Linked DNA regions of Mus musculus: region 2 is linked to region 1. A link is a contact called in public Hi-C data. All regions are on one chromosome and are shown on one strand. The core of a region is the stretch at or near the end of the contact, and the rest is flanking DNA. Distances in the headings are between cores, read along the strand shown. Region 1 overlaps Ptprd (protein tyrosine phosphatase, receptor type, D). Region 2 overlaps Ptprd (protein tyrosine phosphatase, receptor type, D).

Region 1 (4,503 bases), core at 61-2,560:
AAATGGTCCTATTTCTCAAATACAAGAAAATATTTTCTTCCTTCCATAATATTCTGTGGACACTAAAGGGTCCAATAACTTTTGAGGTCTTATCTAAAAGTCCAAGTCCTTGGGATTCCATATTGATGTTTCAGAGTGATGTTCAAAGGCCAGTGTTTTTGTAAAATTGGAGTCCTTAATAATGCGGACTGTATTTTTAGCACCTGAAAGTAGGGCCAACACAGTAGGAGGCCCTGAACATGGTCAGTGCAGCCCTGTTGGCTGATCTGGGTGGCTACAGCATGCCTGAGTCTGGCAAGAGGCCTTGGGGCTCTGCAAATGTTTTCTAAGTTAGCAGGGGGCTGGCACATCAGCTGTCAGCCCCAGCTTCTGTTTATGCTGAAAACAATAGCCTTGTGCTAGGGCAGTAATTATTGGTTGATTTTCTTTCCATAATAAGTATCTTAATAATTTGTCACAAAACCAACTTAAATTGCTATGATGTGGCCTGCATCAGTTAAATTGGGGGAAAGGGGGAAAACCCACAGCAAGAAATATTTCTGGTTATTTCTGCATGCATTCTCTACTGGTAAATAGTGTCATTAAAATCTTGTTTGCAGGTTTTTCACAAGGTTATGTGTGTATGGGAAAGTCCTTTGTTTTCTGACTCAGTACCCTGAGCTGGAAATTAGAGTGTGGTGTGGCAGGGTCGGGGAGGGGGTGGGGTGGGGTGGAATTGTTGGTAAACTGGCTCTGCTTCTTTGGAAAGCCTCCCATATTCCTGGGGCTTAGATACTGTGTTTCTCTAGAAAAGCATACATAATTCGAACGGAAATGAACTGGTTGCAGGATCCACATTGGCCAAAGGAGACAATTAGGAACTTGATATTTGAAGATCAAGCCATCTGATAAGTGTCTCCACAATATCTGAGCAGTTTCTCTGTTTCTGTGACTCTCTCACCACCAGAGGTGAAATGATATTTATGTACATACATATGAACCCATAGGAGAAACTGGAACTAAAGGAGTGGGAAAGGACCCATCTTCTCATTGATTCCCTTAATGTGTGCTCTGCATGTATTGCAGTTCACCGAGGACAAGAATACAATGTTTGCACGGTAATGCTCCTAGGCTTATTTTATTCATGTATAACTTTAAGCACACAATAGTAATGTTATTATGTTATCCTCAGCTCCACCTAGAGCTCATTTTATTAAGTCCTTTAAAGGTTTATTTTTATCTACAAGCTAAGGAGTTGAATCCTTGGCGGTTTCAGTGCCAGGGTCCAATTACTGTCAGCTCAGGTTTGCTCTGTGGACAGGGCCAGGCCACGGCTGGTTGCTCATCTATTATTATCATTGCCTGCTTGGACATGACTTCACAGCCCTAGCATAGAACCAGTTGTCAGGCTTTCCATCTTTTATGCTTTCAAATAGCTAGCTGAGGAGTGTTTGCTGGTGGGTGGGGCAGCTGCCTGAGTATGTAAGAGATCAGTCATGGTCAAGGTTGAACTTAGACAGGGCCAGCACAAGTCCCTCAGGCCAGCTAGTGGACATGGATGTAGATGCTTTCCTGGCCTGTAAAGGAATGCAAATTATATATATATATATTTAAAATCGATTTAATATGCAAAAATAAATCGTCTTGATTTCTTAATACATATATCCAGCTGGAAAGGTTCCAGTAGCCAAGATGTTTAATATCCCTTAAAATGTTGCCGGTTCTAATAGTTATCTAACATTGAATGAGAAAATTTGGAAGACTATAGATCATTGCCATAACTCTCTGCCCTAGAGCTGTGGCTATGTGGAGAAATACATTTAAATGGAAATAAACAGGGAATCTCAATTTAGTGGGTAATATCTAGAAGGGACAGAGATGCATACCTAAAATTTCTTATTACTTAAATAATTGTATTTGCGTTAAAGTGCCTTGAATGCCTATAATGTGTGGATATTACACAAAATAAGCCCATGACATAAATCTTACAAACTTAGAATACTAATGCTCCTAGCAGGGGACTCATCTAATTGAGAACAGTGCTGGGCAGTTTCCAAACATAGCCTTTAAATCACCACTTCCTTTAAAAACAACACTTGCTTAGAGGGAAATCGTTTCTTTTTAGTTTGCATTTTAATTTTCCCACTGACCATTATATACTTGAATAAAAATTAACAAATGGTGAGAGCATTTAAAACACTGAATACCAAAGAAGTGTTTTTATATGAATCAGATTTTAAGTGCTTAATCATTTAGAAGACAAAATATTTATTTAGACGATATTATTAATTACAGGGTTTTGCTGAATTCTCAATAAAGACTGTTTAATGTGGCCCACTGCATTAACCATACTATGCAGGAAGCAGAGGCAGGTGGATCTTTGTGAATTCAAGTCCAGCCTTGTCTTCATAGGGATTTCTAGGCAAGCCAGAGCTACAAGTAAGACTTTCTCAGCCCAAACAAAAACTGAGTCAGTTCTTTTGCATATCTTATTCTACAAAAAGATAGCTATATAATAATATACTAAATTAGTGTATGTACAAAAAAAAAGCCATACCTCTTTAATAAAGATTTGTAACAATGCTTTCAGTTTCTGAAGCAAATACATTTGAAGGCTATCAGTTTTATGAAAACATATACACTTGCACACACAACACTCCTATATTATTGCTTGGGAGAAATTTCTTAGCTACTTTCATTCCCAGACTACCTTCTCAGTTTAACCAAACTGAAATTGGTGTCAGTGAAAAATGGTTTACTGGTCCCAGGTGACATCAACTCCAGCACTGTCCCTACCGTTCCATCGCAGCAGACACCTTGGGATTTCTCTACTAGTTCCTTTCAGTCCTGGATATTATCTCCCGTTATTTCACATTGGAGAACAACAAAAGTTTCAAGTTCTCTTGTTCAAAACACCAGGCATATTGCAACAGGCCTATTCACATGTGCGGATAGAAGAGGGCAGGCCTGTGGCTCAGAGCAGCCAGTAGCAATGATGTGTTCACTATATTGTAGCTATTTATCTTACTTCAAGATATATTAATACCCAAGTCATAAACATTTACTTTACAGCTGGGAAAGGTGTATGGCCTCACCATCATCATGTTTTATTTAACACAGAATATAGCATATTATGACCAAAATAAACCGTCCTCTATGGTTGTATGCCAGAGCAATAAAATGTCTCTGAACTATTGACATTCTTAGTAAGACTAGCAATTTGTTTTGGTGTAAGACACTCAGAGTAACCACTAGTTTATGACATAATCTTAAATCACAGCCATAGTCTGTGTAGCCATCCCATCATGCCTTGGACCAGAGTCACACATTCTAATGAAAGACCATATCAACATCACTGTTTAGATATCCACTTAGCAGTTCCACTAAGGCCTCCTCTAGCCCATATGTGTGTGTGTGTGTGTGTGTCAAAAAATATATATACATACATACATATACATATATACATATATATTTTTTTTGAGACAGGGTTTCTCTCTATAGCCCTGGCTGTCCTGGAACTCACTTTGTAGACCAGGCTGGCCTTGAACTCAGAAATCTGCCTGCCTCTGCCTCCTGAGTGCTGGGATTAAAGGTGTGTGCCACCACCACCCAGCAAAATGTGTAGCCCAGGCTGGCCTTGAACTTGTGATTCTCCTGTCTCTGCCTCCTCCAGGAAATCCTACCAGTGTGTGCCACCACTGCCTGCCAATATTTTTAAAATATGCTTACTCAGTATATCTCACCATTTCCCAGAATGGTGTACTAGAAATAAGTAAAAAGCTACACATAACATTCAGTATTTATTTGCTGCTGCTGCTTCTTTTTCTTTTTCTTCTTCTTCTTCTTCTTCTTCTTCTTCTTCTTCTTCTTCTTCTTCTTCTTCTTCTTCTTCTTCTTCTTCTTCTTCTTCTTCTTCTTTCCTCCTCCTCCTCCTCCTCCTCCTTCTTGTTTATACCCTAATAAATGTACCAAAGAAACTCTTCTACTTTTGGAATTCCTGAGCTATGAAACTTCTCTGAACGATCAGCATTCTCAGTAAGACTGGTCATTTATTTTGGTGTAAGACACTCATACTAAGCACTAGTTTACCATGTTTACTAGTTTATCATGGGTTTACCAATTGGCTACATTGTTGTGGGCACAAATTTTACCCTGCTTAAATTGCCAAGATAGTCTGAGAATGAAAGCAGCTAAGAAACCTCCTACTTTTTAGTGTCTTTGGTTTAGAATTAGTTTCCAAAGCAGATTCATTATGTCACTCACTGGTAATTTACTTATCATTTAATCATAATTTATCAAATCAGATGGATTGATCATCATTAAACATAATCATTTCTTCTTCATCCTAACCTGCTATCTGTACATTGGATCACACAGGACAGGTAATTTGTTTATTTGAAGAGGAGTGACACACTAGATATAAGTGAAGATGCTCGGCAGAACATAGAGAAAAGCAACGCCACTCTCTCCAGTTTTATATTTCTCTAAAAACTGTGCTATCATCCTGTCACATTATCCAAGAAT
Region 2 (4,174 bases), core at 1,120-3,619, 180 kb before region 1:
CACTGAAGTAGTTTGGTAATGTGGAAGGAGATTACGTAGATAGTATTTGCCAGTGACTTTTGGTGAACAGGTGTCACGTGCCTAAGTGTCTGTGGGTTTTGTATTACAGTAACATTTCTACTAAAGGATGGGTTTGCTTTGGATATCCCCTATGGATAATCTCATTTGCTTCTAATCAGGAATTGGTAATGCTTATGAAAATGTCATCCTTGGTTTGAGTATATTTCAACAAGGAAATTGTCGAAATTTCCCTTCTATTTTTTAAAAAAGGAGAAGTATATTTAAGTTTTTCACAGTTAAGCTCTAAGGAAAGACAGCTAAAAGAATACATGGCTTGCGTTCACTGATTGCTCATCTCATAAAATTATAGCATCCAGTGTAAAAATTGAGAGGGTTTTTTTTTCATGTTGTAAGTCTTGGCAAGGTCAAAGAGCAAATGCTCATATTTTGTAGCAGTCTCTGACTTAATGAAACCTAAATATTAATGCCATGATAAAATGGTGAGTTTGGAGCACACAAGGCAGCTTTCTGACCAGGCACATAACATGAAATTTCCTTAAACTGTTAGCTCCTTGTTTCCTGATTAACAAATCACGGATGTTTTTATGCAGCTAGCTGATTTCATTTCTTTCTATTAATATTTTATTAATGAAAGTATTTTTAAGACTTGGGCATTAAGACTTGACATTAAAGTCACTTAAAATTCTGTTCATTCATATTGCCACCCCTCTCAAAGCAACTCGGGAGAAATGGCCCGAGATGATGCTTGCAGAGTCTTCTCGCTCAAGATAATTCAGTGGCCAATTTGAATTAGTTCTGTTTGATGCTGATATACTTAATCAATCAGTCTATATCAATATTTTTTGAAGGAATGCCTTTCATGGCTCTTTAACCATGATCTTCTGTTCCCTAAGTCAAATTTCTGTATGTAACAGGCAATAAATTGACAAAAATCATTTGGAAAGCAAAAGCAGCTTTTTCTGTCTGTAAGGGCTAGGTCATGGATACAGGCAGACCAGCCGACAGTAATGGACCAACCACTTAGGTGATCCTCTCCCCCAACACTACCAATGGCTGTGTGGCACTGACAACAGAGTGTTAAGAACCGAGTCCCATAGCAGAGCACCATTTGAGCCTAGGCTTTGTCATGGTGCTTTGCGCTCACTGACCAGAAAGACTGCCTCTTTGCTGAGGGTTGACCTTCAGATAACAGTGTCAGGAGATTCATAGCCCTCTCATGTTGCTGTTTACTGGCTTTAACATTCGTAAATCCATCAGCTTCTTGAAATTAATTGAATTTACAAAATCTTAATTGTCTTTAAAGAGCAACAAAAAAAAGCCAACCTTTGAGCTAATGTAGCAGTAGCTAATGAAAGAAATTGAGGTTGAGGAATTGATTGTAATTTTTAAAAAGTTTCTTGGATCTGTTTGGAGATTTGTGGAAATTGTATTTTAAAATAAATAGAATGATCAACTGTAAGCATTGGATAGCAAGGTATCAGAAATTCCTATGTAATGTCAACTCACTCTAATCTATCATCTCTCTATCTATCTATCTCTCTATCTATCTATCTATCTATCTATCTATCTATCTATCTATCTATCTATCTATCTATCTATCTACATCTATATCTATTTATTTTTTCTCCAGCCTTTGAAAAGATGGATGGCAATAGGTTTTCTCTAAGGGAAACTCAGGCTCTCAGTCCTATCACATTCTCCCTGGGGTGGGAGGCAGCATTTGAGAGTCTCAGTTTCACCATCTCTAAGGAAGAGAGAATAACCACCCAAACGATGACAGTCCAGCTAACAGTGTAATAAACAATTCTTATTTTTTAAGGTGAAAAAAGGACCTATGTAAGCTCTATATGTGTTAGCCATGTGTATGCTTCATGCTAGGCACATGTTTAATTGTTGACTGATTTAAAACTCAGATCTGTTGGATGTAGGTGTCTACATCCTTCCCTCCTCCTCTGCTTTCTGGTGTATATTTGTTGTAATCACTGCATATCCTAGAACAATCTTTCTTGCCCAGCGTGTTCATTGCAGTCTGTGCATATTAGCATGCCTCAGTACACCACTATCTCAGAAAAGCTTTCAAACTAAAAGCTAGAAATGACTTTGCCTAGAATGTACGGGGAGCATTTCCTTTAAAAGTCAAGAATGAATTAATAGATTCCCAAGGATAGCTGTTGATGTGGAACTGCAGTTTTGGGGAAAGAAATGCTTAGAAACGCAGTTAATTAAAATACTAAACCAAAATAAGTGCTTTGAAAAAAGTGCACTGCATCTTAGAAAGCTGCTCAGCCCTTGCCCAGTGCAGCTGTCTTTTCCTCAAAGATCCAGTTTCAAGAGCGGTGATGGATGGTGGTGCCTGTAGCCAGTTGTGGGGTTTGCTCTGAGGTCAAATGTGTTGATGGAAGATAGGAATTTACTTACTGCATTCTGTCTTTCCCTAAGACCCACCAGCACAGTTCCACAGGAAGAAATGAGACTAGCCACATCAAATACCGACACAGTGTCCTATTATAGGTCAAAAGACATTTGTTTAGTGTTTACCATACGATTATTTTCCATCCTCCCCAGCGTTCACTACAACGAAATATTGAATGGCACTAATCATTTCTTTTTTCACACATAGGCCCTCAACTCCCTGGGAAACATATCTCCTCCATGTTGTATTTTAATCGACATATTCTTAAAGGTTTTTAAAGGGGGGGACCTTACCAATTCATTCTTCTCTGGTTGAAATGGTTCAGTCTGATTCCTCAGATCTGTTTTTATACCTTAGTCTAATCTTTCTCATGATTTTTTGACTAGCAGGGAATAATAACCTAGAAATACCTTAAATACTCCAAATCTACTTACTGTTCATGTAATCAGTTTTATTTATTTTTCCTTGGAGGATTATAGTAGTTCCCGACAAGAAAAAAAATGTTGAAAACAACTTCTATCGGAGGCTCCCACGGGTGGGTACTGCTCTGAGCTCTTTCCTTGATTCTTGCTTTCTTCTCTTCATGGATTCTCCTTTCCTGTGATGTTCAGGCCTCCTAGCTTCCATCTCTATTATAAACTCTTTGAATATTGATTAATCTTCTCAGATTCTCCTCTGCTGTCTCCTGGGATATTCCTGTCAAGTTAGCATAGAACCAACAGTTTCTGCATAGATTACCCTGAAAGTAGATTTCATAGCACTCCTCAAGTACCTATCCTAAATTTCTATCAGCTGGACGGATCGTTGTCAATAAAAGGCTTTCCTGAATCACGAGCTCTGAATAATAAACTCTAAATAATATCTCCCATACAGTATTTGTAGTCATTTTCCTTCACACCACACCTCATCTGATTTAGCCCTCCGGAAGGAAATTTGGTGTCATCCTTTGCACCTATCTTCTTCCCTTCTTGTTATCCAGTTCTGTAGTTCTATTCCTGGAATTTCTTTATTGTATGGCTTCCTTTCCCTTTCTGACTTTACCATGTGCTTGGATGTTCTGCAGCCCATAAATAGCTTTCCATGTTGTCTTAGTGTTTTCTCTCTCTTCTTTTCTGAAATGTGGCATTTTCTTTTCCCCTTGTCTATACAATCAAGAGCAAACTCCCCATCAACAGCTGACACAGTCCTCTGCAGGCTGACTGTAATTTGCATGTCCTGCCAGCTTTCTCACTCAGAGCCCCAAGGTGACCTGTTTTTGAGCAAGAGCAGATCCTGAACTATCTTGGGAGTGTCTGCCGTGGGATTTTCTGCTTCTCAGATATGATTCCAAGAATCCCTCTTTCCTCTATGTCTATTGTATCAATTTGTGATCATTGAAGTCTTTCTAAGTGTTGTCTAACCAACTAATGCCCAACTCACTTACTCTGTCTTTTTCTTTGGATTGAATGGAACTAAGGATTTGAATTTGAGTTGTATTTAATTTAAATCATGAATGTAAAGAATAAATTCATCATAAGCCAAAGGTGCTCAGTCTCTGGGTTGCAACCCCCATAAAGGTCCCGTATCAGATTACCATATATATTGGATATTTACATGAACATTCATTATAGTAGCAGAATTACAGTGATTAAATAATTTTGTAATGGGGAGGGGCACCACAACATGAGGAACTGTATTCAACGGTCACAGAATTAGGGAGGTTGAGAACCACTGTAAATATATGCCTATGATGATAAGCTG

Evidence for each region. Hi-C and Micro-C count contacts between places; a contact is called where the count stands out from the background.
Region 2: a Hi-C map of myocytes shows a contact between it and region 1, with 4 times the contacts expected there. The contact joins two enhancer-like sites. A contact is called at or near these places in 11 of 484 Hi-C or Micro-C datasets (brain, cerebellar granule neurons, cerebellum and 5 more) and 2 of 115 datasets of contacts at active chromatin or transcription factors (forebrain and neural tube).

The regions. Positions count from the first base shown.
Region 1 is chr4:76,256,703-76,261,205 of GRCm38.p6, reverse strand. The region is part of intron 11 of Ptprd (protein tyrosine phosphatase, receptor type, D); the gene reads left to right. Among named protein-coding and RNA genes, the nearest start is that of Gm46893, 79 kb to the left of the region's middle. Within about 2 kb of position 1,310, at least 16 of the 459 cell types and tissues checked have an H3K27ac peak or open chromatin away from gene starts, as enhancers often do. A contact at or near this core is called in myocytes, where this site is marked.
Region 2 is chr4:76,441,951-76,446,124 of GRCm38.p6, reverse strand. All of the region lies in intron 10 of Ptprd (protein tyrosine phosphatase, receptor type, D), which reads left to right. Among named protein-coding and RNA genes, the nearest start is that of Gm42303, 6.9 kb to the left of the region's middle. Within about 2 kb of position 2,369, at least 11 of the 459 cell types and tissues checked have an H3K27ac peak or open chromatin away from gene starts, as enhancers often do. A contact at or near this core is called in myocytes, where this site is marked.